Linked DNA regions of Sus scrofa: all the other regions are linked to region 1. A link is a contact called in public Hi-C and HiChIP or PLAC-seq data. All regions are on one chromosome and are shown on one strand. The core of a region is the stretch at or near the end of the contact, and the rest is flanking DNA. Distances in the headings are between cores, read along the strand shown.

The links. A called contact is a pair of places that touch in the nucleus more often than the background predicts. HiChIP or PLAC-seq counts read pairs in DNA pulled down with a chosen protein or histone mark.
Region 2: a Hi-C map of liver shows a contact between it and region 1, with 3 times the contacts expected there. The contact joins the promoter of LOC100153925 here to the promoter of CRKL in region 1. A contact is called at or near these places in 1 of 5 promoter capture datasets (fetal skeletal muscle), 4 of 47 Hi-C or Micro-C datasets (blood, heart right ventricle, liver and 1 more) and 2 of 2 datasets of contacts at active chromatin or transcription factors (alveolar macrophages and skeletal muscle).
Region 3: a contact with region 1 is called in an H3K27ac HiChIP or PLAC-seq map of alveolar macrophages. The contact joins the promoter of MED15 here to the promoter of CRKL in region 1. A contact is called at or near these places in 1 of 47 Hi-C or Micro-C datasets (liver) and 1 of 2 datasets of contacts at active chromatin or transcription factors (alveolar macrophages).

Annotation. Positions count from the first base shown.
Region 1 is chr14:50,526,907-50,530,357 of Sscrofa11.1, forward strand. CRKL (crk-like protein) reads left to right here and starts at 2,044. Exons shown (of 3, transcript XM_003132994.4): 1 at 2,044-2,816. The coding sequence starts at 2,506.
Region 2 is chr14:50,663,139-50,666,586 of Sscrofa11.1, forward strand. LOC100153925 (mitotic-spindle organizing protein 2B) reads right to left here and starts at 1,411. Exons shown (of 3, transcript XM_001929600.2): 1 at 922-1,411; 2 at 681-829. The coding sequence starts at 1,085. SMPD4 (sphingomyelin phosphodiesterase 4) reads left to right here and starts at 350. Exons shown (of 19, transcript XM_001929589.6): 1 at 350-1,625. The coding sequence starts at 1,551.
Region 3 is chr14:50,757,598-50,760,973 of Sscrofa11.1, forward strand. MED15 (mediator of RNA polymerase II transcription subunit 15) reads right to left here and starts at 1,713. Exons shown (of 17, transcript XM_021073412.1): 1 at 1,531-1,713. The coding sequence starts at 1,598.

The DNA of each region.
Region 1 (3,451 bases), core at 794-3,293:
CTGATCCCTAGCCTGAGAATTCCATATGCCATGGGGCTGCCAAAAAAAAAAAAAAAAAAAAAAAAAAAAAAGAGAGAGATGTATTTGGAAGAAATTATGTTAGTGTTCCAAAAGCTAAAAACAAACCAAACCAAACAGGAGTCTCTCTAGAAAGAATTTCTTTGGCCACACCCAGGGCTTGCAAAAGTTCCCAGGCCAGGGATTAAACCCAAGCCACCGCAGTGACAACAGGTGCTTAACTTGCTGAGCCACCAGAGAACTCCAGACAGAGATTTTCAGTATAAACACATAGGGCCAGAAGACCAAGGAATGTGATGGCTTCAGTGGACATAAGTGATGATGTCCAAAGGCCAGTTTCCGGCAAAGGAGTGGATGACAATGAGGTAAAATCTGTCAGTGAAAAGTAGCTAGAAAATAAGATGGAGACTTTTCTCCCCACCTTCACCTGCCTATTGAGAGATCCACACACCTTTAGGTTTATGGAGGAAGCCTAGGGAGAGGCTAAGTAATAAAACCAAAAACTTGCATAGGCTCCCTGGTGGCCTAGTGGGTTAAGGATCTGGCATTGTGGTGGAGGTTCAATCTCCTACCCAGGAACTTCTGCATATAGCAGGTGCAGCAAAAAAAAAAAAAAAAAAAAAAAAAAAAAAAAAAGAATAAGAAAACATGTTATTCTGCTTTCTGCTTAATATGTGCAGGGGACTACTCCAAGCACTTTAATGTGTTATTAGCTCGTTTAACAATATATGAGGCTTGGAGTTCTTGTTGTGGCACAGTGGAAACGAATCCAACTAGTAACCAGTGAGGTTGTGGGTTTGATCCCTGGTCTCTGGCATTGCAGAGAGCTGTGGTGTAGGTAGCAGACATGGCTCGAATCCTGCATTGCTATGGCTGTAGCATAGGCTGGCAACTGTAGCTCCTATTCAACTCCTAGCCTGGGAACCTCCATATGCAGCCCTAAAAAGCAATAACAATAATAATAATAATAAATATGGCATGATGGTACCGACAGTGATCATTCTGAAATCAGAGAAACGATAAATAACTATGTTGTGTACCAGGAACTAATACAGTGTTGTATGTAAATTTCCAGGCAAGGGATTGAATCCCAGCCACAGTTGTGGCTGGATCCTTTAACTCATTGCCCCAGCTGGGGCTGGAACCCGCACCACTGCAGAGATCCAAGCCGCTGCAGTAGGATTCTTTAACCCACTGCGCAACTGCAGGAACTCCATTAATTTTTTTTCTATTTCTTTAATTCTGCACCTATATGTACGTTCAATAAACTTACTGTGACAATCATTTCAGTATGTAAATCAAAACATTATTCTTTGCATCTTAAACTTGTACGTGCTGTGTGCCGATTATAGCTCAATAAAACTGGAAGAAAATAAATATACTAGAAATGGAAATATATATATTTCCATATATATTTATAAATGTTTGACATGGAGCGATTCAGTCCAAGCCGAGCACACAGGAGAGCACCGGGACCTGAAAACCTGCTGAGTCACGAAGGCAGCGGACCAAGGCGCTGCCCGAGTTCACCCGGGAGCGGACACCACCCAGCCCCTACGGCGTGGGATGGGTTCACCCCGGCGCGAACGGCCCCGTGGGCCGGAGCACAGGGCTCTAGGTACAGGTTCGGACACGCCTTCCCCTCCTTCCAGCCCGGGGAATGCTCCCCGCAGCCATTCATTCCACCCGCGAGGTCGGCGCTGCGCTAGCCCCGCGGGGAAGGCGGTGGACCGAACCCCATCCAGGGCATGTGGCAGCAGCCCGAGGGGCGGCGGCTCCGCGACCCCTCCACTCAGCAGAAGCCCGCCCGCTTCGCTTTGTTCCCAGAGCGGGTCTCAGAGACGCCGCTCGTGCGCCGCCCCAGCCGCTTCCCGGCAGCTCCCCAGGCTGTCCAAGAAGAGTGCCCGGCGCGCGGGAACGCGCACGGGCGCCGCGCGCCCCGCCCGTATGCCTGCGCTCCCGATTGGCCGCTCCGCCTGACGTCACGGGGAGGGCCCCGGCGACCGCCGGGGGTTGGCCCTGCGCGTGCGCAGACCGGGAGCGCAGATCGGAGGGGGAGGTGGCCGGCCGCTTCTCCCGCGTCCGCCATTTTGTTGCTGTGGCTCTTGGGAGCGGGCTGGGTGAAGTGGCCCTGGCGGCGCGGCGCTGCGCTCCTGAGGGTCCTGTACTTGGCGTAGCCGCGGGTTAGGTGCGGAGCTTCGGGGGCGGAGGCCGGTGCGCGCCGGGTCAGGAGTGACCGGAGGCTCCCCAGGAGGCCTCCTCTGCCTTCGGCTTCGCCGCCGCGACCCGGGCTGGGCCCGCGCCTCCAAGCCGCTCCGTTGGTGAGGCGGCCGCGGGGCAGGCGGGCGGCGCGGAGGATGCTGCGGGCCCGCGGCCGGGAGGAAGGCCCGCGCTCGGCCCCGTAGGAGCGGGGAGCCAGAGGCCCGGCCGCCGCCGACTCGGGCGGAACGTCCAGCGCAGGCAGAACAGCCGCCCGTCCGCCGCACCATGTCCTCCGCCAGGTTCGACTCCTCAGACCGCTCGGCCTGGTATATGGGGCCCGTGTCTCGCCAGGAGGCGCAGACCCGGCTCCAGGGCCAGCGCCACGGAATGTTTCTGGTCCGCGATTCGTCCACCTGCCCCGGCGACTACGTGCTGTCGGTATCCGAGAACTCGCGGGTGTCCCACTACATCATCAACTCGCTGCCCAACCGCCGCTTCAAGATCGGGGACCAGGAGTTCGACCACCTGCCGGCCCTGCTGGAGTTCTACAAGATCCACTACCTGGACACCACCACCCTCATCGAGCCAGCGCCCAGGTACGCGGGCGGGGCGTGGTGTGGGTGGGCCCAGATCCCCGCCTTCTGAACCGCGTTGTTCTCCATAAGGCATTCCGAGCGGAAGGTAGTGTCAGCGTCTGGGTCGCTGCGGATAAGGGGGTGCATTTGAAATGTATTGAACTGTGGGTGCATCGTTAAAAATGGGCGCTTTTTGCGTCGTCTAAGTTTCATGGTAAAGCAGGATTTTGTTGTTTCTGAAACATTTTTTGGGACACAGACTGAAGATAGGCTTGGCGCCACCCGGCCCCCCCACAAGCGCGCGCCCGCGCGCGCACACACACCCACAAGTTGCACACCTTTCAAGGTCTTGTCTCTGAACTCCAGGTGAGGAACTCCTGGACTGCAGCCTTTGGAACACCACACGACAGATGAAAATGATTTACCATTTAGAAACAGTATCTTTAACTGAAATATTAACTGAAATATCAGAACTGTATCCTGGTGTTAATTTGAAATAAGCCTGGCACCTATTTTATAATACGTTAGTTAACAAAGATTTTGAAAGAGGGTGCATTGGCTTCAACGAGGACTTTTTTTTTTTTAATTAACAGCTTTTCCCCAAGTTGGACCATTAATAAACTAGAAATACATTTGGTTAAATCTCCAAGGAGGAA
Region 2 (3,448 bases), core at 161-2,660, 140 kb after region 1:
TGGGGGCACAGTGCCTGGGGCCCTGGCGCTCCCACCCACAGGGCCTGACTGCCCCTCCACCCAATATCAGCCCCTTCTCAGGGTGTTTCTGGCCAAGGTTCTGCTGCCTTTCAGAGGGTTTCTAAAAATTGGGAGCAGAAGTGACAAGCAAGGAGAGTAAGAGCTCCACCACGTCACCCTGGTCACCAGCACTTGCTCATTTCTCAGCCATGACGGTCCAGACTGAGGTCCATCTGCAGCCCCAAGGATGGAAGCTTAGCTGTTGGGACTCCTGGGCAGGACTTGGGCCGGGTAGGGTGCAGACAAGGGGGCGCAGGAAGGTCTCTTCAGTTGAGGCGACAAGTGCCACGAGAACAGGAACCAAAGCCACTTTGTTTCCATGTTCATGGGATGAAGACAGGAATGCAGAGGTGGCAAGACGCCAGTGTACACAAGTCCCAGAGGAGGCCTGGTCTGCTTTGGCCACCCATCCTGCATCTACCTGATCTGGATGTGCATCCTCGAAGGTGGTAGCAAAGTTGAAGCTGGGGACAGGAGCCCAAAGGGCCAGCCCTTGGAGCAGTCCCGGGACAAAAGCAACAGAAAAGCCTGGCTACTCAGGGCTAAGCAAGCCCCGATGTGCCAGGCACTGCCCACCTCCCGCTCCCGCCCTACACCCGCCGCCCAGGCCCAGCTCTGACCTCGGGTCTCAGGCACGCTGGTCGTGGGCAGGGGCACGGCCACGGGGTCTTGGGGCTCGCTCGCCAGCCGCTGCCCAGCGCACATGGACTTCAGCATCTGGAATACGGCGAGGGGCGCCACGTTCAGCTTTAGCAGGTCCACCAGGATCCTAGAGAGAACAGACCCGGCGCGCGGTGAGCCTTCCTCGCCCGGGCCGTCAGTCCCCCGGAACCCCGAAACCCGACTCCGCCGCGCGCTCACTTGAACACTTCGGGGTCCATGGCGCCGCCCGCAGCCTGAGCCAGCTCGAACAGCTCCGTCTCCTCGGCGCTCAGCACCTTCTTCCGCCGCAGCGCCAGCTTCTGTAGGGCCGCTTCCAGCCCTGGTGGCGCCCCCGGCCCGGGCCCCGCGCCTGGCGCCGCCATCTGCTTGCGGCTGGGTCCCCCACCCGGTACAGCCCCGCCGCGCCCCCTACCGGCCCGCCGCGCCCTCCTCTCCCAGCAGCTCCCCTGCCATCCGGCGCTCAGATCCGGGCCCGGGCGGCGCCGGGCGTTGGAAGGAGACCCGCTCTTCGGCGACTGGTCTTCTCTACGCTCTCACGGCGGTGACGGCATCCAGAGTATCTCACGCTGGCATACCGTGGGCGATCAATAAATGCCCGTTGGACCCAGAGTGTACTGTTTCGCGCCGGGTCCGGTAGGAGGCGCGCCTCTAGGCAGTAACGCACAGGCCTTACGTGCACGCGCGCTCTTTTCCTAGGTGGGCGCCCCCTTGCGGTCCCATAAACCCACGGGACTACACTTTGCGCACGCGCCTTTTAAAGAAGCAGCCCAAAGAGAAAGCGGCGCTTTTCCCGTTTGTAAAGGGGAGGTGACGCCACGCGCAGCTTGATGACGACATTTCGGCGCCGGTTCGCCGAATGGCGGCCTCCATCCCTAAAGCGAGCGACCCTGTGGGTCTCTCAGGTGAGTGGCGGGAGTCGCGCGTGGTCTATCCCAATTACCTGGCGGCCACCTAGACCCTCTGCCCGAGCCGTCTCCGTTCCTACGCGAGCCCCGGGCCTCGGGCTGGGCCGGCCGGGAGCCGGGGCCCAGCTGCGCCTTCCCGCGCGCCCCGACCTTGTGGGCGCTCGGTTAACGTTCGCTGAACGAAGTGGAGCGGGGAGAGCCTGCGGCTCAGCGAGCGGTGTGGAGAGAGCAGGGGTGGATCCCGGCTCTATCTTTCCTCCCCGTGTGGACTGGCTTTGCGGAGACTTGGGTTCCTTGTCTGTGACATGAGGGCCCAGATGCTCCCTTGTCATGAGCAGCAGATGGGAGCACGCCTTTCTTCCAGCGCGCGGGCAGAGGGAGGCCCTGGCAAGACTGGCGCTACTGGCGCTGCGGGTCCCAGGAGGAACCCTGAAACCAGGTCGGGATCCTCTCTTGAAGGCAGCGAGGGCGGAGGTGGCGGGGGCGAAGTTCAGGCTTGGTGCACGGCGCAGAGGGACGCAGCAGCGAGAACCGGGGCGGAGAGACGCTCCTCTCTCCCCGAAACACCCTGATTGGGCGCCTAGGACTCATTCCTTCAGCCGCTGCCTCTGCAGACTGTGAGCAAGGAGCTAATTTCACCTTATCATCTCCAAACCTCTGCCCTTTGCAAACAGTTCAGGGTTTTATTCTGCTTTGGTCATTTTGGAATAGTGCACAATGTTCTCTTGACCACTTGGTTCAGGGCTTAAGCATTTTGTCTTCCTTGAAACGGAAACTGATAGCTAGTTTAATTAAGAGTTGAACAGACTCGGTGTTACCGAACTCAGGTTGGGCTGCTCACACTGCTGGAAAGCCAAAAGTGTTGGTAGAAAGGAAGGCTGGCACCCGGGGAGAAGACCAGCTGGTGTCCCAGGACCAATTCTTTAAGATTCTTGACAGGGGGAGTTCCGTCGTGGCGCAGGGGTTAACGAATCCGACTAGGAACCATGAGGTTGCAGGTTCGGTCCCTGCCCTTGCTCAGTGGGTTAATGATCTGGCGTTGCCGTGAGCTGTGGTGTAGGTTGCAGACGCGGCTCGGATCCCGCGTTGCTGTGGCTCTGGCGTAGGCCAGTGGCTGTGGCTCCGATTCGACCCCTAGCCTGGGAACCTCCATATGCCACGGGAGCGGCCCAAAGAAATAGCAAAAAGACAAAAAAAAAAAAAAAAAAAAAAAAAAAAAGCTTCTTGACAGTTGTTAAGAGGAAAAAAGGAGTTCCTGTTGTGGCTTAGTGGGTTAAGAACCCAACGTAGTGTCAGTGACGATGCAAATTTGATTCCCGGCCTCACTCAGTGGGTTAAGGATCCAGCATTGCTTCAGGGTGCGGTGTAGGTTGCAAGTTCAACTCAGGTACCCTGTTGCTGTGGGTGTGGTATAGGCCAACGGCCGCAGCTCCAATTCAGCCCCTAGCCTGGCCTTAAAAAGAGAAGAAAAAAAAGGAGAGAAACATATCAATGAATTATCGATGCAGGAGGTGGTTAGGCTCTGCTAATTTTCCATTGCAAGCATACTGACTGAGACTGGCTGACTTCTCATGACCTCTCTTCTGATGTTATTCTGCCTGTGTGGTGTGCCTGCAGAATTGTTAAGGGGAAAGCTGGGGGTAGAGAGCTAGTCATTTTTTAACTACCTATTTCTTCATTCCTACTTCTTTCAGTCTTGGGGGAAACTCCAGTTAGGCAAGGCATTGTGTGCATTCTGTAAAGCATAAGTTAAATGTTGCCTTGTGACTTTATTTCTGTATGGTTTGAGGGGAACAGAAAGGGACAAACAGGAAAGAGAC
Region 3 (3,376 bases), core at 463-2,962, 230 kb after region 1:
AGCTTCCCCAAAGAGCAATCTTTGTCCTGGGGGTTGCTCTTACAGGAGCCCTGAAGTGAGCCAATCCTCAAGATTTCATCTGTCGATAATGCCAGTGCATCAAAAAAATCAATATTCACTGATTCCGCAATATCCGTAGAATTGATCTCAGACTATTCCATGGCACTGCCGGGAGCCTAGCTCTCCAATGCCCACTCCTGCATTGTACAATGGGCTTCCCGGCATACTTCCTTCCTTCCACACTGCTGTACCCCACCCTCTCCATTCAGTTAGTCATCAGGGCTGTCTCAGCTCCCTCTCCCCTTTCTCTGAAATCATCTTCCTCTTTTCAGTTTCCACCGCTGTCTAATGCAGGCCTTTATAATCTCTTGCCTCACTAGGTCATTCCACAAACCATGTTATAGAGCGATGTGTCAGAAACGACAGGGCCCCAGACCCCAAGAGCTCAAAGCTCTCATAAAGTCCTAACTGGTACTCTCTCCTCTGTTCTAGATCCACCTCCAGGGACTCGGCGGATCTTCCCAACTCTGGCAGGTCAGTATCTCCAAGCAGGCCCCAAGCCAAATACAGGCTCACCTCCCCAGCACAACACTCTACCACTAACGAGCCAGCACCTGCCCGCCCTCATTCCACGATCGTCTCTCCTCAAACCCCAGAACTCTCAGCCTAGCACGACGTCCTCCACGCAGTGAGCGCTCACACTCCCCTCCCCACTCCTCAGCTTGCAACGATGGCCTTTCATACTCCTACTTGTCTTTCCGGGACTCAGTTTATTTGTCGCCTACTCCCCAAGGCGGCTCCTGGCAAACTGTTCATCCGGTAGGAAAAAGACTGCACCATAACTGCGCCTTCACGGCGCGTCCCCCGAGGGCAGGGGGTTGTCTCAAGCTGATCCCCGGCAACAGAGCACAACAGTCAGGCGAGCCCAGCCGGTGTGGAGGAACTGGAAACCCGCGTGCAGCCTAGGGCGCACGGCAGCCCCTGCAACCAGCGGAGACCAGGGAGGAGCACTAGTCCCAGCTCTCCACTCCCCCTTCCGAGCGAAGGTCGCTTCCTGACAGCCTCTTCCTGCCACCCTCCCGCGAAGTCCATCCCGGGGCGGGGGTGTCACCCGTAGATTCTTGTCCCCACCACCCCTTTCATCCACCTCCTCCTCGCCTGAAGGCGTCTCTGGAGAGGGAATAGCAAAGCGCCCAGGCCTGCAGAAGACGCCACCGCGGCCCCGGCCTCTGCTGTCCGCAGCGTACGCGGCGCAGGGGGAAGGCTGAGTCCCAAGCACACAAACGACGAGTGAGAAAGCGCAGGGCGATGACTCACAAGCTGGGGCTAGGCGACTGGCAGAGTTCGGCGCAGGAACGCTAACTGGCGGCCATGGCGGCCGAGAGCGGCGCGGGCACAGGGAGGGCCGCGCCTGCGTCCCCCGCGGTCCGGCGCCCGGGACCCCTAGGGTCCGGCCGCACCCCCGCTCCCGCCGTGAGGAGGGCTGAGGGGAAGGCCCGGGGGTCAGGCCGCCACTCGGCCCGTACTTACATCTGGCTGACCAGCTTCTGCCGGAAGGCGGCGCTCCGCCAGTCGGCCTCCTGCCCCGAAACGTCCATGCCGATACCACTTTCCCACAGCCCGCTCCCGGTTCGGCAGCCGCCGCCTCAACCGCAGCGCCAGGTCCAAACCCGGAAGCCCTCGGTGGCGTCCCGGCCGCGCCGGAAGCGGAGCGGGAATTGTGGGAAATGAAGTCGCGCGCGGGCCTGTGGGAAATGGAGTGCGCAGGCCTCAGGGAGCCCTACCCCGCCGCTCACCTGGAGGCCCCAGGCTGATGGGAGCTGCACCTGACCACCAGCATCACCCGTGGCCCTACTGTGTGCTGGCCATGCAAGTCAGGGGGATCCACACCCCTTGCGGAAGCCTGGCGCAGCCGCCAGCTATTCAAGAGAACACCGTGGGGAGACTTTATTAGAGATTTATCTGCACCAACTATGTGCCCTGCGATGCCCTCGCCGCCTGGGCCCTGCCTCCTTGGAGGTTGCCTTCCAGCACCGCATCCCAAGAGCGACGAGAGCTCCTCCCACCACTGGGTCTCTCTGTTAAGACTTTTTGTTTTTTGGGTGTGTGTCTTGTGTCTTTTGTCTTTGAGGGCCGAACCCGCGTTATATGGAGGTTCCCAGGCTTGGGGTCTAATCGGAGCTACAGCTGCCAGCCTACACCACAGCCACAGTAATGCCAGATCCTTAACCTACTGAGGGAGGCCAGGGATCAAACCCATAGCCTCATGGTTCCTAGTCGGATTCATTTCTGCTGTGCCATGACTGGAACTCCTCTGTTAGACTTTTGGAATCACATGTCCCAACCAATGACTATATTATACAGGGTTTGGGGTTGTGAGGAACCCAAATCACATTGTTAATTTTTAGACATGCTTTCCTCTTTGTTGCAACAGCTATGTCCATGGAGAACACAGCCAAGTGCTTGAGGATGGCTCACAAACTTGCTGGGTGAAGGAGGCAAGGGAGATAGAGGTCAGCTGGAAGGGAGGAGAGGGGTAGAGCCTGCAGATAAAAATTCTGCCACAAAAGACCAAAAAAAAAAAAAAAAAAAAATTCTGCCAGATTGAACCTATGGAGCCTTGTCTGTGCCCCTGGGGAAAGAAAGCAGATGACAATAATCCTGGGCCCAAATGGTCCACAAGTGCTAAATAGACAGTCACCAAGGTGGGCCTCACAGAACCGGCACCTACCAAGGCCTAATAAGTGCCAGGTCCAGGAGGGGCTGTATCCACCCAGTGTCCCTGGGCACCAGGCAGGAGTTGGGGGGTGTGGAGTAGGGAAGATTGGAAAAGAAAGGTGTGAACAGTTTCCACAGTTACCCTCAGTTTTCAGGTCTTGCCTTGATAGGAGAGCTGTTCATATCTGCAAACTTTTTTTTTTTTTTTTTGTCTTTTTGCCATTTCTTGGGCTGCTCCTGTGGCATATGGAGGTTCCCAGGCTAGGGGTCGAATCGGAGCTGTAGCTGCCAGCCTACACCAGAGCCACAGCAACAAAAGATCTGAGCTGTGTCTGTGACCTACATCACAGCTCATGGCAATGCTGGATCTTTAACCCACTGAGCAAGGCCAGGAATTGCACCCGCATCCTTATGATTCCTAGTCGGGTTCGTTACTGCTGAGACATAACAGGAATTCCATTTTGTTTTTTTTTAATGGCCAAACTTGCGACATATGGAAGTTCCTAGGCCAGGGATCAAATCAGAGCTGCAGCTGCCAGCCTACGCCACAGACAAAGCAACTCAAGATTCAAGCCACCTCTGCAACTTATAATGTAGCTTGTGGCAACGCAGAAACCTTAACCCATTGAGAGAGAGGCCAGGGATCAAACCCGAATCC